Regions from separate parts of the Mus musculus genome. Here region 1 is linked to region 2. Evidence: chromatin contacts called from public promoter capture Hi-C data. All regions are on one chromosome and are shown on one strand. The core of a region is the stretch at or near the end of the contact, and the rest is flanking DNA. Distances in the headings are between cores, read along the strand shown.

Region 1 (5,364 bases), core at 729-3,228, 170 kb before region 2:
CTTGTGTGGCAAACAGACTGACCTAGATCCTCTTCTCCCTAGCCTACAGATCACTGGAAAGCCACCCCCTCCCTCCCTCCATCCCTTCCTCCACCCCATTTTCAGCATCTTGGGGGTTGCACAGATACATTGTCAGTGCACAGAGCTCCTTCCCACTCAGTATGGAGAAAGCACAGGTTATATTGCCCTTCGCCGCTGAGGTCCTTGTTACAACTCATCCTCTCCCAGCTCCTGCTTCTGCTCTTCTTCTGAGTGTTACATGCTCTTTTCTAAGAAGTGCAGGCCTCTGGAGAAAAAGAGGGAAGAGGAGGGCCTGGGAATTCTTGAGGACTTTTCTCACACATTATCACAGTGTGTTCCAATTCTTAAAGTAGCAGAATTTGAAGTGGTAATAAGTGGTTCTTGGAGACCAAGGCAAGTGTTCTGTTGATATGATCTTCCCACTACACATTCTGCCTATGGAACTGCACTATCTCAGGGAGGAAACTTAACAATGCAGGGGAGAAAAGAGGACTGAATGGAATGAGAGACGTGGCCTCAAAAAAGAGGTCAAAAAAGAAAGGCCCGCTAGAATTGGGGTAGAACAGGATCAGGCTACCCGTCAGTCATGTTACAACTGAAGCACACTGTGACAATGTGTGAGAAAGGTCTCCTCAAATTCTCAGAGGCTGTCAGAAATATGCTGGGAGCCTGGTACTGGCTCCCCTCTTTTATCTTTTGCTCCAGGACCCAGCACTACTTGGCAAAGAACATGTAAGTAACATGTAAGTCGGAAGAAGGATGAGCATATGGGCTAGATGTCGATGGAGCTGTGCAAAGACCCCCAGAGAATGATTTGATTTTGAGTTAGGTACCAGTGAGCTGAGCTGAAGGTCAGTGATGAAGGGACCCACATTACAAAGAGGATGTCCTAGTTACAACAGAGTGAACTCAATCAATGTGACAGTACGATGCAATCACCCATGTCTGGAATTACCTGCCCTCTTTCAGGTTAAAGCAGACATTTGCACGATCTTTGTCACATGTAGTCGTAGAGTCCTATTTTAACCCTGATAGAGACAAGTATCACAGAACAGGGCAAAAACATCCTAACATACCTTCGGGGGAAGACACACGACCCCATAGAAACCATATATCATTCTAGAGCATGTTAGGATGCAATGTTACAGGACCAAGAAGTTGTGATCTGGATGGAATTAGGCTTGCTAGTTACCTGACCCTGAGCTGAGAAGTCATTTGGATAGAACCACTGGAATGGATACCAGGGTCCCCTAAGGAACTGAGGGCATCAGAAAGCTGAGAAGATGCCATAGCAGAAGTATAGGGTGGAGTGATGAGGCCACTGCCTCTGCAGACAGGGCAAGTCCCTGAGCAGGCAAAGTCAGATCATTTGAGGCCTACTCTGGAATCTGGAGAAGGGAGGAAAGCAAATCCTCCCATTGATTTTCCCAGCTTTACCCAGTGGAACCTGTGCCAGGCTTCTGATGTACAGAACTGTAAGATGTCGGAAGGGTGTGGCTTAATTCACCTCCTTGTCTGGCAATTTGTTGTAGCCGCCACTATTCACTCATACTTCCAGTTTATGAAACTAAGGAAGATGCAACAGCTTCAAACTCCAGATGTTTGGGATATAACAAAGTGTAGACACACTCTCTTCTACCAAAACTTGACTTTTTCATTAAATTTAATATAGGACCCATAGCTTTAATTCTTCTCTTAATATAATTGTGTATAATTTCTGATAAAAGCTCTCTTGTTTTATCAATGTCTTATTTGTTCACAGTGTTAAGCTGTATGTATGTATGTATGTATGTATGTATGTATGTATGTATGTATGTATGTGTTTTAGAAATTGGCCAGCTGCACATCCAAGCCTTGGAGCAGAAATTGACATAAAGGAGAGCCTCTAAGGTCTGGGGGCAGAGAGCGGAGCACCGCCCACATCCCCGTGTAGCCAATCAGTTCTCAGGACGGCCCATTGCTTGCTCCCCCTTCTCTGCCAGTGACTTTCCACGTCCCCCATCCACTGGTCCACCGCCTATTCCCTTGCAGGCCTGAAGCTTCTTCCCCTTGGGTAGCTTCCTCCTTTGCTGTTGTGCCTCCGAATCAGCACTTCAGGGAACAGCGACGCAGAGTGAGTCTGGCTCCGCGATAGGGTCTGCACCAGGAGAGGCCTGCGATGACAAAGGCCACTGCCAGAAGGGTGGGGTGCTTCGCGGGGAAGGGGGCAGGAGGTGGCGAGTGCCTGGGGCTGCGTGGGGGGCTGGTGTGGGCAACTCGGGCGTGCGGAGGTGGCTGATGCATTCCACATTGAGACCTTCCTCTCTGTCTCTTTCTGAGCTTTCCGCTGCTTTAGATATCTCCTTCAGTCTTCCTGCATTGTTATCCCTTCGCCAGCCAGGAACCCCCTCCCAGCCGTTTCCCATTTCCTTATTGAGTGGTTTGTGTTCAGCAGGGAGCCTTTGGGATTTGATGAAAGGAACCTCAGAGGTTGCGGAAGGAGACTCCACACAGAATTCTTTAAGGGCCACAGTCCCTGCTTAGCCTCCTTTACCCGCCCCCAGGTAAAAGTCCTCTCCATGTCCTTTAAGCACCCAGGGGCCTGGAGTATATTTGCTCTGAGAGGTGGGTGGGAGGATGTGGGCAGGGTGCTGCTGAAATGGGTGTGGGGCTTCTGGAGAACGCAGGTCTGGACCGCCTTCGGCCTGCAGCAGCAGGGGCTTAGATTATCCAGTTGGCAGATACACAACCCCCCACCCCCCGCAGGCCTTCTGGGTTGGCCCAACCTGAAATGAAGGACAAAAATGGAAGAGGGGGAAAAAGGATCTTGCCAATTAGACAATCGTGGAAACGTGGAGGAAGAATCTCTTAAAGAGATGAACCAATGTCTCTTGTCTATGGGCTGACCCGCTAACCATTTGTCCATTCTCCAAAGGATTTGCAAAGTGATTGCGTTTCAGCTAGCTCTTCACTCTGTTTTGCGTTGCTTTAAAGACTTAAGAATAAAATGAATGCTTATCATTCCAAAGTGGTCTAATCTACAAGATAGTGAAATAAACGCTTGGCCGTCTTGTAAGTAAAAAAATAAGGCTTGAATACCATAATGGAGGGTCTCATTTCTGCCCTTCCCTGCCTGAGACTTGGCATCCTTCGCGATTTTCCTTTCAACTACGCCGTTTTCATAGTTCTACTCTTATGTGTAAAACATACATGGGTTGCTTTATGATTTTGTCATGCTTTCATTCATGAATATTATCCTGTATATTCTTATAGCTCTAGGATTAATCCTTGCTTATACTTCCTTCATTTTTATTTCTAATTGGTTTAATACCCTATAGTTATTCTACCATTGAGCATTTAGGTTTCTCACTTGGGGAAATGTATTCATTTTTTTTAATGTGACAAGCTATCCCAACACATAACAGTATAAGATCAATAATAAACAACTACAAAGCCACTTCTAATATTTCTTTACCACCTGCCAGTTTCTGTGGATCTAGACTGGAGTCTCTGGAGGTTCTCACACACTGTAGTAAAGGGGTATTGGCTCAGCCTGACTCAAGGGTCATTGGAACTAACACAGGACTGTTGTAAACTTGGGATCTCCCTGATTTGGGCCAGGCATGTCTTTCTCTGCAGTGAGGGCCTCATTACAAAGGCTTGCTGTGACATAAGTTTTTGCTCCTTCTACCCCAACCCTAGAGTGAGGGTTTGCCAAAAGAGAGAGAAGAACCATATTACCCTTTTCTTCTCTAATCTCAAAAATGGCATCTATTTTTGTCACTTCCATTCTTTAGAAGTGATTGACCCTCCCACCCCCACCCTATATATACACTCAAGGGGTGGATTTCACATGAGAATGGACACCTGCAGACAAACATTAAAATGACTACCTACCATGGCAACCACATAATGTCCTTTAACACCCATGACTATGTGTGCAAGTGCTTTTTTACTGTGTGCTTCCAAGAGTAGAAAAAATAGGTCATAGGATTCATAATATATTCAGCTTTAATAGGTTATTTCCAAGATCTTCCTCAAGTGCCAAACTATTTGGCACTCCCTCCAGCAAAGGGTCAGAAATCTTGATGTTCCACAAACCTGTCATAACAAATTACATTTTTAGTCTGGAGAGTTATGTAGTAGTCCCATTCCAGTAGGATTTTACTTAGCATTTCCAGGCAGCCAGTAAGACGGGCTGCCTTTTGTATTTGCTGATCAAGTATTCAGCTTTCTGTCTTCCTTTCTGATACCTGATTTGTACTTATTCTCCTAGGAAGTTGTTTTTCTGTACCTAATTGACTCATTGGAGTCTTTTCTTTGTACAATCCATGTCTCAGTCAATATCTAAGTCATTGTATGTGCTACAAATGTCTGCTTCCAGACTGCTTCTGAGATTTTCTCTTTATCTCTCCATGTGTCTCAGTGAAATTTTTACGTTTAAGTTACTGGAACTTTCGTTTATCATTTGTTCATAATTGTATCTTCAAGAAAGAAGGGGAAAAAAAGAATTGTATATTCAAGGAGTGGGAGAGATGGTTCAATGGATAAAGGCCCTTGCTGTGTAAATGGAAGGATCAAAGCTGGACTACCAAGCTCCCATAGAAAAGGTGGGCAAGTGTGGTAGCCACAAATAATACCAATATAAAGAGGAAGGGATTTCACCCCTCGCCCCACCCTCAAAGCAAGCTTATTAGCTAAATTATCAGATTCTCAACTTTAAGTCCAGAGAGAGACCCTGCCTCAGTAAATAAAATGAAAATAATTTCATCAATTGTTTCAGTGGCTGTGGAAAGCATTGTGTAATTCATTGGGCTGAAATAGCTCAGCTTTTCATGGCAATACTCCCCTTGCTGAAAATTGGCAATTCCCAGCATTGAAAGGTAACACACAACCCGCTGTAACTGCCTGGCAACCACCTCTGGCCTCTGCAAGTGGGAGCACACATACAAGACACATCCACACACACACACATGGATATCACACACACCAAGGCACATACAGAGCACACAGTTGCATCCTTGGGATTCTAAAGTAACTTATTGTCTTGTGTTCCAATGGTTTCCAATGGTTTTGCATTTGGCATTCAGGCTTAGTCCATATGAAAACGGATTACTTTGTTGTTTATTCCATGAAGATCATCACTTGTCCCCACATCACTGGTCTGCATGAATCAAGTTTTCCATATGTGTATAAATTTATTTAAAGCTCCCTACTCTCATTAGTATACTTATCTTTATATATTAATTTCTGGTCAATCAAATTTGACATAATTAAATAGCCATTTTATTTACCAGTACCTGCTTTCAAATTTGCCACATGAACAATAATATAATCTAAAAATCATGACAACATGAACAATAA
Region 2 (5,451 bases), core at 217-2,716:
GGGTTTAAACCCCATTGGAAGTGAGTCTACCCCTCTCAAGCCTATTCCTGTCCCACCCGCCTCTTTCTCCATTAGAATAGAATGTGTTAGTAAATGCTCCCTTCAAATACTACAAGAAAGAGAATAAGATGGTGTCTATAAATCAAAACTCTCTAAAAGGTGCATTCAATGGAAAAAGCCATTCTCCTTGCAGCTCTTTCATTCAACTATGTGTGGCCGTTTTCACCTGACTTCACCACTCTTGCACCCTGGCATGAGGACTATGAACAAATTACACAGTCCATGTTGATTAGAACATTGAATGTCTGAGTCTAGGATTAAGTGTTTAAAAGCCATAATGAATTTTTAAAAATAGGGTTTTTTTTTTCAACATCTGTTAAAAGGTCAAACATCCTCCTGCAGGTCCCACAGCCTTTGTTACATCCCACATCTGTTACATTCAGAAGACTCTGAGCAGCAGAGTAGACCTTCAGAGTGACAATGTTTCCCAACTGTTACTTACAGATGAGTCACAGAGAGAGAGAATCTGGGATCTGATGACAACTGAGGAAGGTACTCACTTTGAGAGTTGAGCCAGGATAGACAGACACACACCACTTTTTCTAGTGTATCAGTCACAATGTCTGATGAATTTGGATCCTGACAACTCCAACAGGATCTCCCACAGAGCATCCTGGCTGCCTGAGTGTCTGTCCCAGTATGTACCATAACGCTAGGTCTCTAGTGAAGGTTAAAGTAATATATATTGTCAGCTTGACTCCAGTGACCTGATTCTAGAACATTATATGGGCTGTGGAGACTTCCGGATTCAGTCTTGGGAAATTACTTTCTTTTTTCTCTTTCTTTCTTTCTCTTTATTAATTTCTTTGAGAATTTAAAGCCTGTATTTCCAGCCCCAATCCCAGCTCAGTTATATCTTCCTCTTTAAAACTAAGAAGTTGAGTGAGGTTGTCTAGAAGACCCGTATATATGTTGTACTCTATGAGTCCATGACACAACTCAGAAGGCAGTTCACAGTGGCAAAGCTAGCTAAGGAAGAGGATGGAGAAGAAGTAGAGAGGCCGGGACACATCCTGCTTTGGGGGACCTTGAAGTCTAAGACCTATGGTAATACAGAACCCTAGTGTGGCCAGTGCTTGACTCTTTATATGGAGGTCAGGAATGATGTGATATAAGACCAAAGGCTCCTCTGGGAATCAGGACTTCTCTGGAAACTGAAATTTGAAAAAGCAGCTACTTAGATCTAGTATGGAAGACAGGAAAAGCTACACTACTTGGTAAGATATCCCTTTGGAGATGTGGTAGGGAAGAGGGACCTGTAGTGAATCGTGGACCATTTTTGCAGCCACCCCTCCCTATTCTGTTCTAAGTCCCAAGTAATCCTTTCTCAGCCGTCAGAAAGGCCACTGCCACAGGCTCACTCTTCCTCTGCTTCTCTCCCACAGGTGCCGCCTGACTCCAGTGCATGGACATCCCTAGCAATAACACCATACCCCGTGGCTTTCTCCTTCAAGGTTTTTTTGAGTTTCCACATCTGAAGCCCCTTCTCTTCCTGGTGCTGCTGGCCGTGCACCTGGCCACTCTGAGTGGTAACCTGCTCATCCTGGTGGCTGTGATCTCCGTGCCAAGCAGGCCACCCATGCTGCTCTTCCTTTGCCAGTTGTCAGCCATTGAACTCTGCTACACGCTAGTGGTGGTGCCCCGTTCTCTAGCTGACCTGAGCATGCCTGGCCATGGCAGGGGCAGTCCCATCTCATTCTTGGGCTGTGCTGTCCAAATGCAGATGTTTGTGGCACTGGGTGGGGCTGAGTGCTTTTTGCTGGCAGCCATGGCCTATGACCGCTACGTGGCCATCTGCCACCCCCTGCGATATGCATCTATAGTGACCCCAGGTCTATGTGCACGCCTGGCCCTGGCCTGCTGCCTTGGAGGACTAGCTGTATCCGTGGGGCTAACGGTGGCAGTGTTCCACCTGCCTTTCTGTGGCTCCCGCCTGCTGGTGCATTTCTTCTGCGACATCACCGCACTGCTGCACTTGGCCTGTACACGGAGCTATGTGGATGAACTGCCCTTGCTAGGAGCCTGCCTGGTGCTGCTGTTGCTGCCCTCAATGCTCATTTTGACCTCCTATGGGGCCATTGCCTCTGCCCTGCGCCGCCTGCATGGTGGTGGAGGCAGACGCAAGGCTGCCTCCACCTGCGCCTCACACCTGGCTGTCACCTTCCTGCATTATGGTTGTGCCACCTTCATGTATGTGCGGCCAAAATCCAGTTACTCCCCTCGACTGGATCGCACACTAGCGCTGGTTTATACCAACGTCACACCACTTCTATATCCTCTTATCTACAGCCTGCGCAACCGGGAGATCACTTCTGCCATTCACAGGGTCCTGGGGTTCCGTGGATCAGGGTCTGTGTGAGCCCTGATAACTGGCAGAGACCAAGATAGAGTAGGGAACTCTCATTTGCTGAAGTGTCCCCTAGTGTTTAGTGTTTGCATCTGGAGCAGCTCCTGGGAATTCAAGGGTGAGATTTAGGAAAGAGAACTTGGCAACTGCAAGAGAAGAGAGGCACAAGTGGTGGCTGTGTCCTTCATCCCTTCCTGGAGGAATATCAAGAAGTGGAGAGACCTTGATCTACATTGAGAGCTTCCTTTGATTCCTGCCAAGTTTTCCCCATAATTCCCAGGTCTATGCAAGCCAGTGACTGTTTTGTATGATGCCTGTGGTTTGAAGGACAGATGTGAAGAGCAATAGCACATGGAAAGAGTAGCTTGGAGACCCCTTAATCACGCTAGATTTGTCAAAGCCGAGTGGAGTTGTTACAGACGGTTTCTGGCTACTTGGAATACTAGAAGCTTAGTCGGCATTAGCCAGAAGAGAAGGATGGAGAAGGAACCAAACAAAACTGGTTAGCAAAGGCTGAAGCATACTGAAAAGGATCTCAGCTATGGCTGAAGGATCTGTACTGTGAGCTACTGTGCTCCCTTGGCCTTTGTCTGATAGCTTGGATGCAGTGAGACAGACATAATTGGGCATCAGTTTCCACCTCCCATGTGGGAGGCAAATGGAAACTGGTTCAGGGTTCCTGCACAGAAAATTAGATGTTGCTAGAAGAGTCAGTGATGAAGAAGTAGAACAAACATACATAACCTTGACTGGACATTGAACCAGGCAGAAATAGCTCTGGGGATCATTTTTAACCCAGGTCATTTGGTAAATGGTGGTGCGATTGCTGAAATAGAGAGCCCAGGAACAGAAGCCATGGAGGAAAGGGCCTGTCACTCTGTTTTGATATGTGGCTGGGACAATGAAGACCATGTTAGAGCAGAAAAGACACAAACCCAAGGTTCACAGTGCAGGCTCAAGAGGATGAATCAATTGGGGTTATAGGTGGCTATTGAGGCCATGGATGTGGCAGGTACTAGCCAGGGAACAAAGACAAATGTAAAAGAAGAGGTTGAGCCAGTACTCAGAGGCTCACACATGGAAACAGAGGTAAGGAGTAGCCAGCAGGCTTGAGGGTTGCTCCCTGGGCCGGTTTCTTCCCTCCATCTTTCCAGACTCAGTCGTCTCAGTTGCCATCAGGGCAAAATCTAAGTGATTCATATGATCAGACACAGATAGCATGCATGGGGAGGCTGCCTGATGAAGATTAAGTTCTCTAAAATGGCTTTTGGAGAAGTGGTTGAATCATCTGGAAGTCCACTGTCAAATGCCCATGCCCTATTCATTAACCTGATTCTCCTTAATTTCACTGTGAATGCTCATGGGAGCAGGAGGAGGTAGTAGAAGAAAAAACCATGTTGTTACAGACCCTCTCTTCCATAATATCTTAGGATATTATAGATGGTTTCTAAAAAGACTTGTCAGAATGACTGATTGCTATCTCAGGGTGGTTGTTATGGTAACCCTCATCCAAGGTTTTTGAAGGAAACTAGCATGGGTTCTCAATGACACATTTAGCTTGCACTTCTAAGTCTGTGGAGATATGTATATGGTACAAACACATGTGCACATTGAGGAGGTGGCTTAGCAATAGTACAAGATAAGAGAGGTAACAAGTGGGAGCTGTAGCAATAATCCACAGAAGACATAAGGGTCTGAACTGGAGAGGTGGGGCTATGGAAAGACAGGCAGGGATGAGGTAAAATATGGTGAAGACAACATACACCACTTGGGAAGGTAAAAATAGCTAGGATCAATAAGCAGCTTTAGGTTTACAAATCAAGCACACACTAAGAGAAGAAAGATTAAAGATTTAAATCAGAAATACACAACCATAAAAATACCAGCTATTCAGGTTGATGAGGCAAAAGGTTTAAAAAAAAAATCCAGTGTCTTTGTTAAGTCCTAAGTAAACTCAGAGCCAGCCTGAGCAACTTAGTGAGATCAATGCCCCCTAAAATTTAATAAGGAAAAAGAGGGTTGAAGACATAACTCAGTAGAAGAAAACTTCTCTGGCATGTGTGAAGCTCTGGGCTCAGCCAATAGATGAGAAAACAAAGCTTGTCCAACAAAAAGAAAAGGACGAATAGAGTTCATGGTAGATATATAACATATGTATTTATTTTAAAATAATTTGATATAATGTGTGTATATATATGTATACGTATGTATATGTAAATGTAAAGCAAATTATGAAAATATGGAATTTCAACAAATAAATAGTTAACAATAATTCTTACAATGTTGATTCCTACCTCACAAATAAGAAGTAAAGACTAATATCCAATTCAGAAGGTTAGTTTATGAAAATATTTTTTCTTAAGCTTCAACTCCACTAGCAACTAAAACTTTTTAACAATAAAAGATCACTTGACGACTCTCAAATGTTTTCTTCAGCAATTCTTTCTCAGTGTAGTTTTACCTCCTACATCCTGGTTTCTGGCAATATTTCCCTCCTTTGACACACTAATTTTACTTCTTTTTAAAAAGAAATATTGAAAATACATCTATCTTTCATACAATACATCCCAACTAGCATGTCTCCTCCCTCCACTTCCCTTCTGCTTCGTCTTCAGAAAAGAGCAGACCTCTAAGGAACTACAGAAAAACAGGACAGAACAAGTTATAATTAAGACAAGGGAAAAGCCATTTTGCCATCGAGGCTAGACAAGGCAACCAAATAGGAAGAAAAGAGCAGGCAAACACACACACATACAGACACACACACACAAACACACAGACACACAGGGAGAGACACACACAAAGCTAGCTATAAGCCATAACATACATAGAGGACATGGTGCAGATCCATTCAGGCCCCCTGCCTGCCTCTTTTGTCTCTATGAGACCATATGCACCATGCTAATTGATTCAGTGAACCATGTTTTATATCCTCTCTGATTTTTTTAATTAGATATTTTGTTTAATACATTTCAAATGTTATCCCCTTTCCTAGAAATGTTATCCACTTTCCTAGTTTCCCCTCTGAAAATCCCCTATCCTCT

The links. Promoter capture Hi-C pulls out the DNA fragments that hold promoters and counts their contacts.
Region 1: a promoter capture Hi-C map of liver shows a contact between it and region 2, with 2.4 times the contacts expected there. The contact joins the promoter of Tcaf1 here to the promoter of Olfr455 in region 2. A contact is called at or near these places in 2 of 39 promoter capture datasets (the 3T3-L1 cell line and liver) and 1 of 9 other capture datasets (pancreatic islet).

The regions. Positions count from the first base shown.
Region 1 is chr6:42,706,729-42,712,092 of GRCm38.p6, reverse strand. It overlaps Tcaf1 (TRPM8 channel-associated factor 1), which reads left to right and starts at 1,978. Exons shown (of 9, transcript NM_001355769.1): 1 at 1,978-2,134.
Region 2 is chr6:42,535,035-42,540,485 of GRCm38.p6, reverse strand. It overlaps Olfr455 (olfactory receptor 455), which reads left to right and starts at 1,466. Exons shown (of 1, transcript NM_001081301.2): 1 at 1,466-2,419. The coding sequence starts at 1,466. The coding sequence ends at 2,419.